Linked DNA regions of Mus musculus: regions 2, 3, 4 and 5 are each linked to region 1. Evidence: chromatin contacts called from public HiChIP or PLAC-seq data. All regions are on one chromosome and are shown on one strand. Each heading gives the region's core, a stretch centred on a gene start, on an enhancer-like site or on the middle of the called end of the contact. The rest is flanking DNA. Distances are from core to core; before and after follow the strand shown. Region 1 overlaps Casz1 (castor zinc finger 1). Region 2 holds the start of Pex14 (peroxisomal biogenesis factor 14). Region 3 overlaps Gm572 (predicted gene 572). Region 4 has its middle 37 kb from the start of Gm572. Region 5 has its middle 23 kb from the start of Gm32897.

Region 1 (2,748 bases), core at 77-2,576:
CATCTGTTCTGCAGAGGTGAACAGATGGAGCCAGAAGGTAGCAGGGATGAGCTGTGACTGTTTTTTGTTTGTTTCTCTCCCATTATATGGATGTAGAGCTGAGGCTCTGGGTGGTGCAGATGGTTGGAGAGGGGTCAGCTTAAAGTTGCTTGTTTGCTTGTTTGTTTGTTTGTTTGTTTGTTCAAGACAGGGTTTCTTTGGCTGTCTATCCTAGAATGAGCTCTGTAAACCAGGCTGACCTCGAACTCACAGAGATCCACCTGTCTCTGCCTTCCAAGTGCTGGGATTGAAAGCACTGCCTGGCTTGGGTTCTTAACTGAGCCAGGCAGAGCAAGGCCTGGTGTTTGCCATCAGGCTGGTTCTGGCAATGGAGAAGATGCAGGACTCATTGTCATTTGATCAGTGGTGAGAGGAAAGTGGCTCACCTCTGTGAGTCTAACTGGTTGGTGATGCAGGATTGGTGCTGCTTCTGGTTTAGGGCCTCTGAGAGGGGGAGTGTAGGATCTCCTGCAGGCGTCACAGCCTCACAGCGAAAGCTGGGGAAGTGGGAGGATTTCCCAGAAGGCAAGGAGGCAGTGTCCACCATAGCCTCCAAGCGAGGATACACTCAGGTAGTTGGGACGTAGGACCTCATCTGCAGGCCCCTGTTGGTGAGAGCTGCCTTTTCCTGCCCCCCCACTCCCTCGCAGGAGAGGCCAGAACACGTTGTAGTCTTCAGAAATCTGCAGTGGCTTAACTTCACTCAGGAAGGAAAGGTTCTGAACCATGGAGGAGCTAGTCAAATATGTATGCCAGGGTAGTCAGGGCTCCAGGAGCAATTTGGCCTCCAAAAGGACTGCCCAAAGAAACAGAGAGATGGATTGCTGTGCCTCTGAAATGACTGACCTAGCCCCACTCAGTCTTTGCATTTGGGGCCAAACTGTAGTCTGGGGACTACACGGGCTAGTAGGCGGTTGTTCTGATGGAGACCATTTATATCAAAGATAAGAAGCCACAGGAGCCAGGTGGTGATGGTGCACGACTTTTATCCCAGTACTAGGGAGGCAGAGGCAGGTGGATCTCTGAGTTCAAGGCCAGCCTGGTCTACAGAGTGAGGTCCAGGACAGTCAGGGTTACACAGAGAAACTCTGTCTCAACAAAACAAAATAACAACAACAACAACAAACCAACCAACCAAATAAACAAAAGCCACCGGAAGGCTGTGTGACTAGCTTGGCCTTTTGAGGAAGCTCTGGAAAAGATCTGCTGATCCAAGGGGAGGTACTAAGCTTGAGTACAGAAAGATAGGTGGTAAGGATAGCCCTAAGGTGTAGCTCCGGCTGCTGTGCCTCCCCAGGGGCACAAGCCTCACATTCCACACCCTTCCCCCACTCCGGTACGCCCTCCCCTTGTCCTTGACAGAGGGCACTGTATGTTCATGCTAGGCATGGCCAGCAATCCCTGAGCCAGTGGGCGATGTGCCCAGCAGTGATAATCATTGCAGATAAGCTTCTGTGGTGCCCCCTGCCCAAGAGAGAGCAGGAGCCACCCAGGATGCCTCAATGGTGCAACTCTTCCTGGCCTGTAAGTTTGATGCAGCCACAAAGCTGGACCCTGGCCTGGAAGCAGAAAGATCCTGAAAGATGCCCAGATGACTTGTTCAGCGTTGTCTTTTTCCCGCCTCTTTCCTTCTTTGCCCCAAATCCTAAGCAAAATTAAGAAAGATTGAAAGATTGGAAGACAGACAGATAGACAGAAGGAAAGAAGGAAGGAAGGAAGGAAGGAAGGAAGGAAGGAAGGAAGAAAGAAAGAAAGAAAGAAAGAAAGAAAGAAAGAAAGAAAGAAAGAAAGAAAGAAAGAAAGAAAGGAGGCTGCACCCAAGCTTCCTGTTACTGGCTCCCGAAGAAACCAGTCAAATCTCCCCTTGTTGAGAACATTTTGACAGCATAAAATTGCTGCCGGAATGTGACTTTAACGAAAAGTAAAAAAAAAAAAAAAAAAAAAAAAAAAAGGGAAAAGAAAAAAAAAAAAACCTTCCTTCATGCATATGGAGTTTTTTGGAAAAAAAAATGGTATTTTAATGCTTTCTATTAAATTGGGACTAAAAGTGGTGTCTTAATTTGCATGCATTAGCATATTTGCATATAGATCACTGAAATGGTGGAAGAGAGAAGAGCCTTTAAATGAAAATTCTTTTAAAGGCACAGGCCTGCCTCCCTCTCCCTCTCCCTCTGGGATTTGTACTTGATCTTTCTCTGCACCTACAGCCCGCCTTGTGTCTTGATCGCCACGGGAATAGGTAGCTGACCGACACTCAGAGCTGTTTCACTGTGGAATTAGAGGCTGGCAAGCCCTGGTTCTTGGTCACCACAGCCCTGTGGCTTCCTAGTGTAGCCAGGACTCGAGTTGGCCTGTCCCAGAGGTGGCTGTGCGGGGAGGGGCTTGCATCTACCACCAACAGACTGTGGGCCTGGGTCCCTGGGCCTCTGCAAGCCTTTGTCCTCCCACAACTTGGGTTTTCTCCTCTCACCCTTCCTAGGCTATGTTTTGTGCTATGGGTCTACTGTAGACACGGGTGCTCCCTGAGACTTTCCTGGGCTTATAGCCTGGCTTTGTACCAAAGGAGGGGAGGGGGTAGGTGGAGTGGCCTGCTTCTGCTGGTTCTCCCTCTGCCAGCTTCCCCTTCCCACCCTCTTGACACAGAAGGCCCAGGCTGCTGTGTCTCCTTTATCGTTTAGGCCTCCAGTTGTTTAAATGTCACCTCTTCAG
Region 2 (2,748 bases), core at 110-2,609, 240 kb after region 1:
TAAGTAGTAGTCCTCTGCCTAGGAAGGAAGGGAAATATCTGTAAGTGGTTTAAAACTCTTTAAGGTGCTTCAAGATGTTGACAAATGAATGATGAGCTTCCCAGGCTAAAAATATTGCTCCTCCTAGGTCTATCCTAATCACATTGAAACATAAGATAGCCAGAGAGCAGAGACACTTCTTCGGGAGCTGAAATCAAGGCCCGGCGGTGCACGTGATTTAGGGCTCGCTACAAAACCTTGCTACCCACTTCTGCACTTTACTAAGAGAAGAGAGACTTAAGATAAGCAGCACTGCCCTGGGGCCAAAGAGAAGGCTGAGCAGGCAAAAGGCGTTGCTGCTAAGCCTGAGGACCTGAGTTCCATCTGAGATCCACATGGCGGACGGAGGGGGGAACCGTTTCCGGCAAAGTTGTCCTCTGCCTCCCACCAGCACCATGCTGCGCACATGTACACAAAAATAAACAAAAAATCAAAAGTAAACATAACTTGCCCTCTGCCTGCCAGCACACTGGTGGTAAAACCCTCTCCACATCCCACTCCGCCTTTGGCTTAGAAACCCCTTCCGAGGCCATATCAGCACGACTTCCAGGCAGCCCAAGCATCAACAGTGGCCCTCACTGTCCCACAAGCGAAGCGGGATTTGGTTAAATCTGCAGGTGAAGAACTCGGAGGGGAGTCCTTGGCTAAGACAACCAAACCCAGCCAAGCGAGGGTTGGATCCTCAGCTAAAGCTCAGTGGCGTCTGTTATTTAAAGTACGTCCCCTTTCTACTAACGCACTGGGAGGGAAGGAGTCCTCAGAGCGGCGCCCCAACTTGAAAAGGAAAGAAAGCCCCATGGTGAATGAAGCCCCAGATGCTGGCACTTTGGGGGCTGAGGCCGTGGGAGCGGGAGTCGCCAGGCCCCTCCCGACAGGGGACAGCCGGGTACCAACGAGCCTTCCCCACCTCTCTCTCCTCCAGCAGGGCCCTGCAGCTGTGTGCTGAGGACCTAACCGGAGCCCGCCACCCTTCCTGACCAAGCCCAGAGGGCTCCGAGGGGTCGCCGAGCGGGAAGCCAGGGCCTGAGACCCGGTCGAGACCCCGACCCGGGACTGTGGTGAGAGCGGGGTCACCGGGGGAGGAGCCGGGCCGGGAGGACCGGAGAGGGGCGGGGCCCAGAGAAAACACTAAATCGGGGGTCCTCCGCTTCAAGGCGTCAGGGTCGCCGCCCCACTGCCTGCCGCGCGCCCAGCGGCGCCCCAGCCGCGACCCCTGACAGTCGCGACGGGGCAGTCCCACTCCCCTCACCTGGTTCGGCTGCTCTGCCTGCTCCGACGACGCCATCTTCCTCAGGCCTGACTAGTCGACCGCCGCTGGCCCAAGTTTCTCCCAAGAGCGCTTGCACTAGTTCTCCCGACTAGACCAAAGTAGAAGGTCCCGAGCATGTCGATGGGGGCGGGTTCCCGGCAAAAAGGATTGAGTGAGACTGGTGTCCCGGTTATCTTGCAGTTTACAGGAAAATCCATAGTTCAAATTCTTTTTAAAAAAATAGAATATCTCTTGTTGTTGTTGTTTTACATTGTTGATGTATAAACGCTGTGGTTTAGGCACATCTACTCCTAATTTTCTCCCCCTACTCTCCCCACATCACCCACCAGGTTCACCCTCTTTTTAAAATAAATTTACATGTTTGTATGTTTAGACTTGTTTGTTTTTGTTTTCTAGACAAGGCCTCACGTAATTCAAAGTAGCCTCAAACTTTCTATGTAGCCCTAGATGAACTTCTGATCCTCCTGCCTCCACCTCGAGGTGCTGAGATAACAGGCGTGCGCCACACATTTTTATTCTTGAAGTAAATCTCTCCCTATTCTCATAACATCGTGGGCACATTTAGGGACTACTTATTTAATAAACACATGAAAATGTAAGTTAAAATTTAGCCATTCGACCGGGCACTGGTGATGCACGCCTTTAATCCCAGCACTTGGGAGGCAGAAGCAGGCGGATTTCTGAGTTCGAGGCCAGCCTGGTCTATAGAGAGAGTTCCAGGACAGACAAGGCTACAACAGAGAAACCCTGTCTCGGAAAAAAAAAAAAAAAAAAAAAAAAAAGCCAAAAAAAAAAAATAGTGTAGCCATTCGGTACACTAGTATTCGTTAAGTACCTACTGTTTCTCAGAAGCGTTCATAAACTCCAACAACACTCTGCAGCTCGCTCTCTCTCTCTCTTTTTCTTTTTTTTTTTTTTTTTTTTTTTTTGGTTTTTCAAAACTCTGTCGTAGCCTTGGCTGTCCTGGAACTCACTCTGTAGACCAGGCTAGCCTCGAAAATTTGCCTGCCTCTGCCTCCCAAGTGCTGGGATTAAAGGCGATCGCCACCATGCGTTCTGCAGCTCTGTCTTAAGAAACCCATGTGTTGGGGCTGGAGAGATGGTTCAGTGGTTAAGAGCACTGACTGCTCTTCCAGAGGTCCTGAGTTCAAATCCCAGCAACCACAAATAAATAAATAAGAAATCCATGTGCACAATAGTGCTTTCTCAGGCTGCCTCTCCTCTGTATTAGAACTGACATCTCAAGATGGGGATATAGCTTAGTTGGTAACACATGCATAAAACCTGGGCTCCAGCACAATGACTACGTGGTACAGTGGTGCACAACTGTGACCACAGCACATGGGCTATATGCTGAGTTCAAGGCCAATCTAGACTATGTAAGGTTCCCGTTGGTTGGTTGGTTTGTTTTTTAAATTAAAAAAAAAAATTTATACAGG
Region 3 (2,748 bases), core at 145-2,644, 200 kb before region 1:
AACTCACAGAGGTCCACCTGCTTCTGAATCCCAGCTATGTGATTGAAGATGTGACCACCGTGCTGGCTCCATCTTACTTTTTTTTTTTTTTAGACAGGCTCTCTCACTGAGCCTAAAGCTCACCAATCCAGACAGATGAGCTAGCCAGGGAGCCCCTAGGAACCACATGACTCTGCTTCCCCGGTGCAGGGATTAGGGGTGCACTTCACCTAGGCTGGCTTTCCCCGAATATCGTGTACTTAATGATGGAGTCGTCTGTCTAACACTGTGTGGTTCTTTAAGCTGTGGAGAACCCTGAGGTGTGGGAAGGATTCTTGTCAAAGGGTTGGTGTGTGTGACAGGGATGTTCATTCAGAACTTCTGCCTCCCTTTGTGGCAGTCTGTCTGTCTGTCAGTCTGTCAGTCTGTCAGTCTGTCAGCAAATTCATCCCAACATCCTGGATTCTAGAACAAAACCACCTTCTTCTTCTTCTTCTTCTTCTTCTTCTTCTTCTTCTTCTTCTTCTTCTTCTTCTTCTTCTTCTTCTTCTTCTTCTTCTTCCTCTTCCTCCTCCTCCTCCTCCTCCTCTTCCTCTTCCTCCTCCTCCTCTTCCTCCTCTTCCTCTTCCTCTTCCTCCTCTTCTTCTTGTTCTCCTCCTCCTCCTTTTTTCTTTTCTTTTTTCTCTCTCTCCTTTAAACTGGCTGTAAATCTGCAGGGCTCCCTCATCAATAATGACTTAATCCTTAACGTGGATTCATTGTAAAATCTGTATCACAATGTTGCCTTTTCGGAAACCCTTTTTTTACATTGATGTCCTGGGAAGTATCCTCCCTCAGCATCCCCAGTTCCCGTCCCTGCCTCTCATCCCTGTTTCTTCTTTGGTGCTTGCTTGCTATGGAAGATTCCACTATTCATTTCTTTCTTTGTCTTTGCTGCTTGGTCCAAGTCTTGGCTACTGCCCATGGTAGGCATGCAAACAATATATCTCTGGGGCTAGGGTGTAATTCAGCGGTAGAGTGCTTGCTTAGCATTCTGATGCCCTGGATTTGACCCCGTAGCAGAGCAAAAATAAAAAAATAATAAAATCCATATATACATAAATATAATTGACTAGATGAGCTGTAATGGAGATGCTGCGCACCTGTAATCTGGGTATTTGGTAGGCAAAGGCAGGAGGGATTCCAAGTTAGAGGCTAGCCTGGGCTGTATAGCGAGGTTAAGATTAGCACACTGTCTTAAAACACAACACAACACAACAACAATAAAAGCAAGAAAAAATGAAAAGAAAACAGAACCAAAAATGAGATATAATTGCCCGGCTGTATGAAGACAGCCGAGGCAGCCCTGCTGGGCTGGGCACCTGCTCCATGCCCTTCGCTCTTCCTTGCAGGGCCATCTGTCTGGCTTGCATTCAGCCTGCTGTGTTCCCATGGATCCTCCCTGTCAGGTCAAACAAGGACAGGCCTCGCCCAGCGCATGGAGCTCTGACAGGTAAATCAATCAAGCTTTTCTGGTTCACAACAGGCTTTGGGCGGTCCCCTCTCCTCAGACGGACAACTTGCCATGCTTACATGGAAGGCAGAAGGCATCTGTAGCCAGCACACCGGCCTGGATGGCCGCCCAAGTGCTGGGATTCTCAGGGCAGCTGGTGCCAGAGGCAGGACCAGGCTTCCTCACATGGATGGCAGCACTTGTTTTGAAGTATCTGGCACAGGCTCTGCACCAGGCCTGGCAGGGAGACTTGGCGGCAACACAGTTTGTTGTTTTCACCTTTGCTGTTTGTTTGTTTGTTTTGAGACACGGTTTCTCTGTGTAGCCCTGGCTGTCCTGGGCTCACTATGTAGATCACGCTGGCCTTGAACTCAGAAATCCGCCTGCCTCTGCCTCCTGAGTGCTGGGATTAAAGGTGTGCGCCACCATTGCCAGACCTTTGTTGTTTGATTTTTGCTTTTTTCAAGACAAGGTTTCTCTGTTGCCCCTGCTGTCCTTTTGGAACTCTCTCTGATGCAGACCAGGCTGGCCTCAGAGATCTGCCTACCTCTGCCTTCTGAGTACTGGGATCAAAGGTGTGTGCCACTGCCTAGCTTGTTTTGTTTTTTGGTACAGGGTCTCAATATACAGCTTTGTCTGGCCTGGAACTTGTTATATAGACAGGCTAGCTTTGAACTTGAAGAAATCTCCTGGCCTCTTGACTCTCAAGTGCTGGGATTAAAGGTGTGCACCACTGCACCAGGATCACTAACTCATTTTTACATTAGAGTGCAGAGGAGTGAGGGACTTATCATCAATCTCCTGGCAAAGACTAGTAGAGCCCAGACTTCCTCAAACCAGTTGAGTCCTGGGGTCTCCATTGTCAGTCACTCACCACACAAAAGATACAACAAGAGTAGCACATGTTTGCTGAACGTTTATTCTGGTTCAAGCCCTGTGTTGTGATCCTCCACCCAACTCCCTCCTTTTTTAAAAAAAAAAAGATTTATTTATTATTATATCTACGCACACTGTAGCTGTCTTCAGACACACCAGAAGAGGGCATCAGATCTTATTACGGATGGTTGTGAGCCATCTGTGTACACAGCTACAGTGTACTTACATAATAAATAAATAAATCTTTGGGCTGGAATGAGTGGGGCCCGGAGCGAGCAGAGGTCCAGAGTTCTATTCCCAGCAACCACATGATGCTCACACCATCTGTATAGCAACAATGTACTCATATACATAAAATAATAAAAAAGAATTTATATATATATATATATATATATATATAT
Region 4 (2,748 bases), core at 99-2,598, 170 kb before region 1:
TATCAAAATAAAATAAAATAAAATAAAATAAAATGAAATAAAATAAAATGATCGCTATGAATGGTCCAGCAATTCCCAGGGCAGGAAGAGGCTAGGCCTGGCTTGGCCTGGGCTCTGGATGCTCTTCTCAGGCAGAATAAACAATAGGCAGCCATTTCTTTCCCCTCAGCTAACTCTCCTCACCCTCTCAAAAGTGGGAAGTCTTCTTTAATTAAAAAGTGCTCGGGGTTCCATGCAGGACTCCTGTTCTCTTTTAAGACGTAACAACACTGACTCTATGGCCCCTCCTACACTTGATGTGCCAGGGCCAGAATGGTACCCATGACCAATTCTGGGGCTATGGCAGGCATACTCGTGAACATCGTCCCTGCCTTGGGGACATCTAATTTTCTTGCCGAGACCTCCCAGGTCTTGCAGGCAGGCATCTGTTTATGCCTGACACATCTGTGTGCCGTGACATCGTGGAAAGGGGTTCTGTGGGGTTGGGGTTGTGGGGTCTTAGCCAGTCTAGGCTATTCAATGTGATTAGACATCATTTGGGTCCCTTGGGTTCTAATCTTCTCCTCCCCAGAGTCTCAGCCAGTAAGCATACATACACTGTACTTCTTCCTTGTCTGTCCTGCGCAGCAGTCAACACAGCCAGAAAATCCCTGGGTTTGCCTCTGTGAGTACCAAGCCTGTGGCCCTGGACTCTCAGATGTCCTCTGCTTCCCGTGATGGCTTCCTGTCACGGCATACCCTTTTAGCGCCGGCTGCAAGTCTCTGTTGGGTATTTGAATCTCACTTAAACTGGAACTGTACTTATTATCAACTCAGTAATTCTCCAGATTAGGGAGTAACCGAACTCCCGATCCTCTATCTTCCGAGTGCTGGGATTACAGGCATGAACGGCCTTGCCATATGTCACTCATATAAGGCTGGACATGGAACCGGAGGCATCGTGCATGCTAGGCAAGAACCCTACCAACTGAACTATGTCTCAGGCCTATCTCCTCTCCCCAGCCCTCCTTTTTCCTCTTTGGAGACCCAGGGTGAGCCATTCCACACCCCAGCACTGTGCCCTTCAGAGTGAGGTCCCCAGCCAGCAATGCCTACATTCCCTGGGAATTCACTAGAAACACAAATCACTAGGGTGGTTTTGTTTTTGTTTTGTTTTGAGACAGGGTGTCATGTAGCCCAGGCTGCCCTGGAACCCTCTGTGTAGCCAAGGCTGACCTTGAATTTCTGATCTTCCAGTTTTCCTTCTCTCAGTTAAAGAGATTACAGCCAAGTCCCACCCTGCTCAGTTTAGATATGCAAATTATTAAACTTGGAATGTCCCTCAGTTACCAAAGTCTAGCTGGGCCACTGCATTATCTTAACGAATGAATTGGACCACACCCCAGATGACAGATCAAGAAATTCAGTCAGTGAGGCCTGATAGTTTGCATTCTAACAAGACTTCCTGTGGATTCAGGAGGTGCTCCATTGCACACAAGAAAACAACTGCTAGGGAGAGAGAGAGAGAGAGAGAGAGAGAGAGAGAGAGAGAGAGAGAGAGAGAGAGAGAGAGAGAGAGAGAGAGAGAGAGAGAGAGGAGACTGGTACTCCCTAAGTCAAAGAACTCCTTTGCCTCTAAAATAAAGGCTACATTCTGTTTCAAAGTCTTGCCACCACCATCTGCCCACTGTAAGCAGGACCACCCCTTTGAGGAAGAAAGAAACGATTGTTTCCATTTTATGGATGCAGAAACTGAGGCTCACAGCCTGATCCAAGGTCACATAGATAGCTGGAAAATAGTAACTCAAGGTCTTCATATTCTTAGGCAAGGAATCCTTCCAGCACACCTTGAGTCTTCAGAATTCCTTTAGACCAAAGAAACAAACCCAGGTCCTATTGGCCAGGAAGGAGATCTGCCTTCCAGCTTTCTGCCCAATTTCCAGTTGCAATCACAAGAGAGAGCATCCAGGAAGCATAAATTTTGCCTGGCAGTTGAGTAAGAGCTCTGAAAGGAGTTACACGTCAGGGAGATGGGACTTTATTTCTCAATGAAATAGCCTTTTTATGGCTGGAATAAAAGTGCCAGGGGAGCCTAATGCCAGGAAGCAGAAAGCACATTTGATAAACTCCTCCAGCCAGGGCGGGGCTGCATGGGAACTCACCGCAGAGTTCCCCACGACACCAGTGCATGCTTCTCTGTAGATCCGAGTCCTGCCTGGGAGAGATCTTGGTTAAAGGTGGTGGTGGGGTCGTGGGCGGCGGTCCTCGTGGCCCTTCTAGATGGAGAATGGCTGACACTGGACCCCAGAGCCTGAAGCTGGGTCTCCAGTTAAAAGTGGAGCTGCAATGTAAAGAGCAGCCAGCAGGGGGCAGCATAACACACTGTTCCAGCCTGACCTGGGGCTGCTACAAGGGTTGGGGGCTTAGGGGTGGGGGGGCCTCTGGGGTACAACCCTCAGAAGAGGTCAGCGGTAACTCTCTCCCTAGGAAGTCTTCCTCCTCCTTTCAGCTTTTCTCTTCAGCCTTTTCCTATCAAAGAACAGTTCCCCATAAGGTGGGGTAGGGTTTCCCTCCCCTGTCTTGCCCACTCTCTGGCTGTCTTCTTAAGCTTCGACAAGTTTATCTTTGGACTTGACTAACCCATTGATTTCCTCCCAATGGGGTCTTTCAGATAGTCTTAGTGTAACTACGTGCAAATGGGCAGAGTTTGTAGGTTTTGGGGGCACCACCTTCATAGTCCCGGGGCGGCGGTGGGGAGGGTGGGGGCGC
Region 5 (2,748 bases), core at 136-2,635, 130 kb before region 1:
AGTCTGATCTTGGTATCCAGGAGGCTGAGGCTAGCCTGGGCTACACAGTGAGACCCTGTTTCAAGGACGGGAGGAAAGAAGGGAAGACAGTGACTTCCGATGGCCTGAGACCTGGGTCCTGGGTGCCACGGCTGGCTGTCATGGCTGCCCTGGCTGGCTGTCATGGCTGCCCTGAATGTAGACAAAGATGAAGGGAGGCTTGGAGAAGAGAGACCAGGAGGCAACCCGCTGAGCTTTCCCCAGACATTTGTCAAGGAGCAGCAGGTGGGTGCTGGAGCGGAAGTGGATAAAGGAGAAAGGAACCTGCCGGAGGAAAAGAGGCAGGACACAGGAAGCTTTCTGATTCCGGAAGTGACGCATTCTGCTATTTGGGAGGTAAGTGGGGTGGAGCCTAGAGGGAGGGGCTAGCCAGAGATGGCAGAAACCACACTGCCAATCCGCCCCTCCCCAATCCCCCCTCCCACGAGACTGCGACAGTACCACCACAGTAGCCCCAAAGGATGTCCTGCTTGCTGTGTGCCCCACCCACCGTGGGGAGTTCAGGCCTTTTGCAGCAAGACTCTTTGCCGTAGTCCCCAGGATTTTCTGCCGGGGCAGGAATTATGGTTCCCGTTCTGCTGGGCAGATGCTGAACCACTGAGCTACATCCCCAGACCTACAGAGAGGTTCATTCACTTGCCCAAAGGCCACACAGCTTTTAAGAAGCAGAACTAGAATTCAACCTTGATGTTGCCCCACTGCCTGGCTACCCAGGTGCCCAAGAGTTCCCTGTCCAAAGGATGGTGGATGGGCCTTGTTGACTTGGCTTCTGGATCAGCCAGGGTATGCATGCCAACACTGGGGATGTGTGGGTCAGGAGTGATTTCCCAAAGGGCTGGCTCACTTTAGTTCTCAAGAATGCAAAAAATACTGTTAAAAGAGTTGTTCAAGGGGTGTGGAAATGCAACCCCAAGGTCAGAGGTCAGAGAAGTGCCAGGGATTAGAGAAGCCTTGACTGGAGGGCGGGAGGAGGGGGGGGGGAACCAGAGATGGATGTGGTAATTAAGCTTGCCATCCCAGCACTCAGGAGGCTGAGGCAGGAAGACTGCTGCAAGTTCCAGGCCAGACTGGGCTGGGCTTCAGGGTGCCTGCTCTGTCTCACAAAAGCAAAAGAAATGGACAGCCCTGGTGGTGGTGAAGGTAGTGTGTGTGTGCTGTGTTTCCAGACCTGGCCTGGCTCAATGAAGCAGTCCTGACGGAAGACTCAGAGGCCTAGAGGCAGGAGAGCCAGAGGTGAAGCTGTACACGGCCCATTCATTGGGTGGGTCCCCGCAGCACAGCGCCCGCCTTGCAGGAGCCAGCTCGCCCCGCCCGCGGGGGTCGCCCGTCCCAGGCCGGGAAGTCTAATGTGCCCGCAGCCGTTCCGGGGAGCGGTCCCCCGCCGCGCTAATGTGCGGTCGCCCCGCCCGCCAGCAGTGGTGCCCCCGCGCCGACCCCGAGCGCAAATCGATACGCATCAGGCGGCGGGCTGCCCCGTCCCCTCCCTGCCCACACCCCTCTCTCCAAGCTCCCTTCCTCCCTCTCGGATACCCCGGACCTGCCTCCGCCCTCTGGCTTCCTAGGAGCCTGGGAATCCCGGGTGAGTGGATAGGGGCTTAGGGCCAGAGCGTGCTCATTCTTTCCCCAAGGCAGGGACCCGGGGAGGGGGATGAATGAAACACTCCAATGCAAAACATCAGGGGTGACGGTGGCCCCTGCATAAGAGAAATCAAGACAAGTAAAAATTAAGGCCCGGGAATGTGGCTCAAAGACACAGCTCTATGGCACATAAATTAGATGTGGTGTGCACACCTGTAATCCCAGCACTCGCTCTGGAGTAGAGGCAGGAGGGTCCTAAATTCAAGGTCAGTCCTCAGAGGCTACAAAGTGAGCTTGAGGGATAAGGGAAATCATGCTTCAGGTTAAAATGAAAAGGCTTGGTGGACGATAGCTCAAAGGCTCAAGCGCTTGCTTTGCAACAAAGAGTTCGAGCCTACATAAAAGCTGGCAGGTGTACTGGCACCCTGCTAGTCCAGGTGGGCACGGATGATCCTCAGAGCAGGCTAGACCATCAGACCAGGGGAGCCCCAGGCTCACCAAGAGACTCCAATAAATTGGAGTGTGGGATCAGCATGGAGACACTGGGTGAAGTCACTCACGGAGGAAATCTGGGGACCTGAGGTAGATCCATGGAACCCATGGGTCACCCGAAGGAGAGAGCTCACTGCCACACATGCACCATGGCACCTGTTCCCATTTACCCCACGCCCTCCATGCTGTGATAATAAGTAAAAAATTTAAAGATTAATTTTTTAAAAAGGTGGAACCTGACAGAAGATACCAGGCACCTCTGACCTTACAGGGCCACACAGGCCCGCGCGTGCACTCGCACACAGGCCCACAGGCCTTCGTTCAGGCACACACACCACACGCACATGTACATGTGATAACTACATAAGTTAAAAAAATTAAGGGAAAAATTAATGCAAAAAAAATCCTCAGTGATCAAAAATAAATCAAAATTTTAAATGAAGCTGAGATCAGTAATGGTTGAGCAGAGCCATATTGGAGCCTGGGGCAAAGGGAAAAAAAATATCAAGAAGCTGGATCCTGTTTCATTTAAATGTTGAATTCTTTGTTCATCCCAGATTGCTCACTGGGGGACGGGTTGTCACTGAAACTCGCTTTGGGGACCAGTAATGACAGAAGAAGAAATGCCAGCACCTTAAT

Evidence for each region. HiChIP or PLAC-seq counts read pairs in DNA pulled down with a chosen protein or histone mark.
Region 2: an H3K4me3 HiChIP or PLAC-seq map of embryonic stem cells shows a contact between it and region 1, with 10 read pairs. The contact joins the promoter of Pex14 here to the enhancer-like site in region 1. A contact is called at or near these places in 7 of 39 promoter capture datasets (the 3T3-L1 cell line, cranial neural crest, embryonic stem cells and 3 more), 4 of 115 datasets of contacts at active chromatin or transcription factors (embryonic stem cells, forebrain and stem cell-derived neural progenitor cells) and 2 of 9 other capture datasets (adipose tissue and pancreatic islet).
Region 3: a contact with region 1 is called in an H3K27ac HiChIP or PLAC-seq map of embryonic stem cells, with 2.9 times the contacts expected there. The contact joins two enhancer-like sites. A contact is called at or near these places in 5 of 39 promoter capture datasets (the C10 cell line, cranial neural crest, frontonasal cranial neural crest and 2 more), 1 of 484 Hi-C or Micro-C datasets (nephron progenitors), 5 of 115 datasets of contacts at active chromatin or transcription factors (craniofacial prominence and embryonic stem cells) and 1 of 9 other capture datasets (pancreatic islet).
Region 4: an H3K27ac HiChIP or PLAC-seq map of embryonic stem cells shows a contact between it and region 1, with 5 read pairs. The contact joins two enhancer-like sites. A contact is called at or near these places in 6 of 39 promoter capture datasets (the C10 cell line, cranial neural crest, frontonasal cranial neural crest and 3 more) and 2 of 115 datasets of contacts at active chromatin or transcription factors (craniofacial prominence and embryonic stem cells).
Region 5: an H3K27ac HiChIP or PLAC-seq map of embryonic stem cells shows a contact between it and region 1, with 20 read pairs. The contact joins two enhancer-like sites. A contact is called at or near these places in 7 of 39 promoter capture datasets (the C10 cell line, the HPC-7 cell line, cranial neural crest and 4 more), 6 of 484 Hi-C or Micro-C datasets (the CH12 cell line, bone marrow-derived macrophages, embryonic stem cells and 3 more), 8 of 115 datasets of contacts at active chromatin or transcription factors (craniofacial prominence, embryonic basal ganglia, embryonic stem cells and 2 more) and 1 of 9 other capture datasets (embryonic stem cells).

The regions. Positions count from the first base shown.
Region 1 is chr4:148,854,360-148,857,107 of GRCm38.p6, forward strand. The region is part of intron 2 of Casz1 (castor zinc finger 1); the gene reads left to right. Among named protein-coding and RNA genes, the nearest start is that of Gm42352, 16 kb to the right of the region's middle. Within about 2 kb of position 1,327, at least 11 of the 459 cell types and tissues checked have an H3K27ac peak or open chromatin away from gene starts, as enhancers often do. A contact at or near this core is called in embryonic stem cells and pancreatic islet, where this site is marked.
Region 2 is chr4:149,098,484-149,101,231 of GRCm38.p6, forward strand. It overlaps Pex14 (peroxisomal biogenesis factor 14), which reads right to left and starts at 1,360. Exons shown (of 9, transcript NM_019781.3): 1 at 1,289-1,360. The coding sequence starts at 1,324. It overlaps Gm46722 (a long non-coding RNA gene), which reads left to right. Exons shown (of 3, transcript XR_003955172.1): 1 at 1-656; 2 at 962-1,097; 3 at 1,194-1,295.
Region 3 is chr4:148,649,772-148,652,519 of GRCm38.p6, forward strand. It overlaps Gm572 (predicted gene 572), which reads left to right. Exons shown (of 12, transcript NM_001368835.1): 2 at 1,371-1,471. Among named protein-coding and RNA genes, the nearest start is that of Gm572, 7.8 kb to the left of the region's middle. Within about 2 kb of position 1,395, at least 25 of the 459 cell types and tissues checked have an H3K27ac peak or open chromatin away from gene starts, as enhancers often do. A contact at or near this core is called in embryonic stem cells and pancreatic islet, where this site is marked.
Region 4 is chr4:148,679,388-148,682,135 of GRCm38.p6, forward strand. No RefSeq gene overlaps it. Among named protein-coding and RNA genes, the nearest start is that of Gm572, 37 kb to the left of the region's middle. Within about 2 kb of position 1,349, at least 35 of the 459 cell types and tissues checked have an H3K27ac peak or open chromatin away from gene starts, as enhancers often do. A contact at or near this core is called in embryonic stem cells, where this site is marked.
Region 5 is chr4:148,723,071-148,725,818 of GRCm38.p6, forward strand. No RefSeq gene overlaps it. Among named protein-coding and RNA genes, the nearest start is that of Gm32897, 23 kb to the right of the region's middle. Within about 2 kb of position 1,386, at least 33 of the 459 cell types and tissues checked have an H3K27ac peak or open chromatin away from gene starts, as enhancers often do. A contact at or near this core is called in embryonic stem cells, where this site is marked.